Linked DNA regions of Mus musculus: region 1 is linked to region 2. The links are chromatin contacts, called in public Hi-C maps. All regions are on one chromosome and are shown on one strand. Each heading gives the region's core, a stretch centred on a gene start, on an enhancer-like site or on the middle of the called end of the contact. The rest is flanking DNA. Distances are from core to core; before and after follow the strand shown. Region 1 holds the start of Cracdl (capping protein inhibiting regulator of actin like). Region 2 overlaps Cracdl (capping protein inhibiting regulator of actin like).

What was found. Hi-C and Micro-C count contacts between places; a contact is called where the count stands out from the background.
Region 1: a contact with region 2 is called in a Hi-C map of cerebral cortex, with 3 times the contacts expected there. The contact joins the promoter of Cracdl here to the enhancer-like site in region 2. A contact is called at or near these places in 1 of 39 promoter capture datasets (hippocampal neurons), 3 of 484 Hi-C or Micro-C datasets (cerebral cortex and embryonic stem cells), 1 of 115 datasets of contacts at active chromatin or transcription factors (embryonic stem cells) and 1 of 9 other capture datasets (adipose tissue).

Annotation. Positions count from the first base shown.
Region 1 is chr1:37,718,369-37,721,068 of GRCm38.p6, forward strand. Cracdl (capping protein inhibiting regulator of actin like) reads right to left here and starts at 1,443. Exons shown (of 10, transcript NM_028096.1): 1 at 1,202-1,443.
Region 2 is chr1:37,637,743-37,640,442 of GRCm38.p6, forward strand. Cracdl (capping protein inhibiting regulator of actin like) reads right to left here. Exons shown (of 10, transcript NM_028096.1): 3 at 119-287. Among named protein-coding and RNA genes, the nearest start is that of 4930470B04Rik, 14 kb to the right of the region's middle. Within about 2 kb of position 1,334, at least 34 of the 459 cell types and tissues checked have an H3K27ac peak or open chromatin away from gene starts, as enhancers often do. A contact at or near this core is called in cerebral cortex, where this site is marked.

The DNA of each region.
Region 1 (2,700 bases), core at 193-2,692, 81 kb after region 2:
CTCATGCTCCGATTTGGACCGGCACAACCCTAGAATTCAGAGTGGAACGCAGCGCAGCTCAACGCGGGGGTGGGGTGGGGGGCAGACATCTTCAGCCACCCGCACTGAACTTCGTCTCCATCATTTTATAATCTCAAAGAGCTAGCTCTCAGGTGATCCCTGATCCTCATTCATCTCAGGTGCACGTCTGGCATGACCCAGCTCCCAATGAGTATCAGGGCTGAGATTCTATTTCGTGGTTGCTATGTATTTAGGTAAATGGAAGGAAGTCCCAGCCTCCACCAAAGGAGGGGCTTACTTTAAAATAGTTCTGGAAGGTGCGAGGGCTCCCAAGAGAGCGACAAACAACACAGGTGCCTGTCTTCCCACTTGGATTTTCTGGTTCATTTCTGACACAATGCCAACTGGCCACCTGCAGGCCACAAGTCCAGTCACACCTCGGCCTTCCTTTCCCCTTGCATTTCAAAAACAAAAACAAACAAACAAAACAAACAAAAACAAAACAAAACAAACGCTTGCTCATTTGAGTAACTACCCCGCCTCTCAGCAGTTGTACACCTACCTACCTCATACTGAAAACGAAGTCCTGCCGGTTAGTAAATGACTGCTCAGCAAATATTTGTTGATTCAAATTCTGATTATGTCTAAGATTAAACTCAGACTCCCCTCTGGTGGCTTGTAACCTAAGCCCCAAGCCTGTTAAATAAACCATGACCCGAAGCATAAGGAAGACAGCCTGTGTGTCCACCGTCTCCCTCTCCGTGGCCCTGGGAGACAGACGCGATTATGCTCTGGTACTAAGAACTGAAACGCGGGCAGCAAGCCCTGTCCCCCCCCCCCCCCCCCCCGTTTTCTTAGTGTTAAAACTGGTTAAACTGCTCAGCTCTGCCTCACATTTCAAAGTTAAGTCCAGCAAAGCGCTCAGAGGAAAACTTTGGGCACTTGCGCGTCTGGCTTCTCTCGGCCCCACCGACCATAGTGTCGTGGACGTGGCCCCCACAGGGGTGGCGTGGGTACCCTTCACGTCCAAAGGGCCCTGGGCTACCTGAGCTCTTCTCGCCACTACCTCCCCAGCTCCACGACAGGACGCGACTTCGGGAACGCGTCAGACTCTCACCCCCAACCCAGCTCCCTCCAACCTCCCTGGGTCTGCGCCCCACGCATGCTGCGTGGCCACGCCATTTCAGACTGTCCCAGGTACCTGGCACTGGAGCGTGGCCGTGTTTGGCGAGCGTGCCGGGAAGGGCTCAGTCCGCGGGGACAAGCGGGGGCTGCTCTGCCGGGGTGCACCCTGACCCCCGGCCGCAGCGTCGAGGGCCGGCGGCGCCGCGCAGCAGGTGGCGGTAGGGCGCGGGTAGCGCGGGGTCTGCGGCCGGGGGATGGACGCGGACGCGGGCGCGACCCTCGGGCGGCCGCGCTGGCCCTGCGCTGGGCGCGCGCTCCCGGCTCCCGACTCGGCTGCGCGCGGCCCGGCGGGGGCGGACGCGGCTGTTCCGCTCTGCTCAGCTCTGCTCCGCGCCGCCCAGGCCCGCGCGCCTCCCCCGCGCCGCTCCCGCCGGGCACGCGGGACCCTGGCCACCCCACGTGGCGGCGCTGCAGAGCTGGGAGCTTGGCTGGCTCCTGCCTGCGCGAGGTCCGAGGGCTGGGGGACCACCGCCAGGACGAGGACGCTCACGATCGCGGCTCCTGCGCGCCACCTCCCTGTCACCCGAGCCTCGGAGAGTGGGCGCCCGGGTGGCAGGGAGGAACGTGCGCATACGGATAAAAAGTAAAAGTTGTTTCATAACCTTGTGGGTCCGAGCGTCTGAGGGCTAATGAGGGAAGCTGCCGCCCCGTCTCTAGGTGAATCATTGCTGTGGCACTGGCAAGTGTGGGATAAAAAGCTGAAGGAGACGTCTCAGCTTCGGTCCCCACCCCTACATCTAACAGAGGAGCTGGCCCATTTGGGGAAGGAGCGGGCTGCCCCCCCCCCCCCCCCCCCCCCCCCGGCTCCTCAGCTAAGCTACCTACAGAGAGAGCCCTCTTTTGGCCTGCTGACACTGCCATGGTCAAGGGGTGAAGTACAAGGAATGTCAGCTGAGCCCCAGCAGGACGCCCAGGCTGCAGTAGCAGGAGCCCCAGGTAGAAAAGAGAATTCTCCCATCAGACAGTGGCACTGGGGTGGAGTGGTTCCTGAGTTCTGACTTCCGCAGCGATGTTAAGAGTGCCACTGTCAGATCTAGAGGAATCCATACTCCACCGTTGAGCCTTGGGGCTGATATCTTGGGACCAGGGACGCAGAGAAACCCAAGAAGCACACACTTGCACCTCTATCTTGAAAAGCGGACTTTAAAATTAGACCAAAATCCCAAACAAAATAGGAAAGAACCTGGCGAGAGATCTCATTTGGTTGGGTACATGAAAGGAAGTTAGTTGCCTTTTTAACTTTTGGGTGTAATCGATCCCTTTGGTTCAAGCTAGTCACTTAAAAGTCTCCTTTGATGGTTAAATGAAATTAATTCCCTCAAAGAACATAAACAAATCATGAATCAGTCTCCTAATTGACAACCACTCACAGTGAGCAGGTGACTCACAGAGGAGCAAATGAATTGCTTAGGTGTGTGTTTGCCTTGTTTGAAATCCTCAAACTAAACTGAACAACTACAAGCAAGCCTGTGCCTTCACCCACCCACCCTAAGCCTGCTGTTGCTTGCTGTTCAG
Region 2 (2,700 bases), core at 84-2,583:
AAGCTCAGAAACAGACAAGATCCTAAGGCACTGAAGATAAGAGCTCCGGACACCTCCTGTGCCCGGTGTCCCCCTCCTCTTGAGGCTCACAAGCCAGACGCACATGAGAGCAACTTACTCCAGCTCATCTTCAGAGTCATACACGGGCCCCGACTCCTCAACGGCAATGACCTCGCTCTTGGCCGGATTTTGCTTCCAGGCGCTGTTTCCTGTGGGTGAGGGGGATTCCTTTCTCTTCTTCTTCCCAAACAGCTTCTTAAAAGTTTTAAATTTCGACTTTTTCTTTCCTATTCAGATGACAAGAAGAAAGATTAGCGGTGCAGGTGTGCGAGGGACGCAGGTGAGCAGAAACCAGGGGCTCAGAATACTACAGACACGACATATAAGGTCTGCAGCCCTGAAACAAATATTGGTTTCTATCTTTAAAAAAATAATTAAAAAATGCATGTGTATAGATGTGTGTCTATTTGTGTACTTCATGCATGCACTCCCCAAAGAGATGCTGAGAGAGCACCAGATCCCAGGAACTGGAGCTACAAGGTGGGTGTAAGCTGCCACGTGAGTGCTGGGACTCGAATGTGGGTCCTTTGGAAGCGTGGCCGGGGCTCTTAGCCTCTGAACCATCTCTCCAACTAGAAAATGAACCAAGAACTCTGCTCACAAACAAGAATCCAAATCCAAGCAACCCTCCTCTCACCAGGTACCACGTTCTTTGAATCTCTGCAATATGCATCGTAAATACTTCATACACAACGTACACATAACGTCAGAGGAGGTGAAAGCTGTGTGATAATCCAAGTTGTTTTTCCTAATATGTTACTTTTTAAGGATTTATTTTATTTTTAAAATTGCGTGCTGGGGTGGGTATGTAAGAAGAATGAGCAAATAATTGTGGCTGTTGCTCCAGTGGTAAGGTCAGAGTGTGCTCCTCCGATGTCACCTTCATTCCTGCCCACAAGGCCTCTTAGGCCAGAAACCCATGACTGCCCCAGGACAGCTCTAGCCACGCTCTGTCCTTCTCAGAGTATCTGTAAGACCGGATGGTAAAAGGGAAGAGAACCCGAGCACACAGATCTGCCATGTGACACAGCCGACGTTTGCTAAAACTGTCTAAGGCGGCTTTATTAAGTAAGTTCCACATAGAACTGATTTAAGATATAAGAGAGGGTCCTTTTAATTGTCTTTGTGCTAAAGTCCCCTCGGGAACTTGAAATGACCTTGTCTTCACGTGGGGAATAACCTGAGATTCTGCCAGCAAGAGCCAGGCAAATGTCATTGCTCCAGAGGGGACAAGCCTGCTACGGCAGTTTTCTCAATGTCCGATGGAAACTTCCTTGTAAATCAAGGGATGTTTATCTTGCGTGCAGATGGTTCTCCACGCAGAGCTTGTGCTGAAAGTCTCTCGGGAAGTCTTTGCGTTTGACAGGGACACCACCTGGCCTTCAAGTAGTCAACATATTATTAGGTGTCCCTGGAGACCTTCACAAGTAAACAGGCCTCCTGCCTTGACACCCGGGTGCTGCTCAGGGGGTGGGAGCGTGGCTAAGCAGAGCAGAGTGTGACAGCTGAGCGCTTCTATGCCAATGGAAAAACCCAGCTTCTCTCGACCTGGCACCCTCTTCTGGCCACTGCAGGCACTGCATGGATCTAGACACCTAAATCCATGCATGCACACGTACCTCAAGAGTTAATCTTCCCCTCCTAGACTTTGTGACCCAGCCTCTTAAACAGCTACAGGACCGACCCATGTTACTTCTTCAGTCTGTTCTGTTGTCTCACACACATAGGGATTTATCTGCATCTTAACACTTCAAATTTCCTGGCAAAAGTTACCACGGAAACGCACTGCTGTGTCGAGCATCCACAGCACCTGTGGTGGTATGTCCTTGTGCATGCCCCGTGTTAATTATTTGTGCCTCCTTTTTCCTTGGTCAGCTACACCGATGGCTTGTGAAGAGTTAGCTCTTCTAGGGCTCCGGAAGCCAGGTGAGAGCTCTACCCTTAAGCCACACCCCGAGGCCCAGAGTTACGATTTTGTTTTTAAAAAAGGTTCTTTTTTTTTAAAACCTTCTCTTTCTTTGCTAATACATACATTTCAGGAAATACAGTTCCCTCTAGATCTGTTAAGTTCTACACATCATAAAAGTTTGTGTTGTCATTATTCTTTGGTTTGAAGTATTGTCTGATGTCCACAATCATACATTTTTAGATCTATGTGACCTACGGAAAGGCATGTCTTCGCTTCCAAACACTTGGCAAACTTCTACCTCTCCGTCATTAATTTAATTGGAGTGCGATAAGGCACTCTGAAGTTTGTTCTATTCAAATCCGTTGAGACTTACTTTATGGTTTCACGTATTGACTGATTCCATAAACTTCCTATAATGCTCAGGAAACAGGGTATTTTCTTCTCTGTTTTAGAGCTGGCAATTTGGGCTCTGCCATTTTCATTTTGAGTTTATATTTTATATCTGTACTAATTTTTAAAATAAATAAATTTGTCCTAATAATTTGAGAGAGAGACAGAGACAGACGAAGGTCTTATTGACCTTTCTTTAGTTGTCAATTTCTACTTCACAATTTTTTTTTTTTTTTTTTTTTTTGGTTTTTTCGAGGCAGGGTTTCTCTGTATGGCCCTTGACTGTTCTGGAACTCACTTTGTAGACCAGGCTGGCCTTGAACTCAGAAATCTGCCTGCAT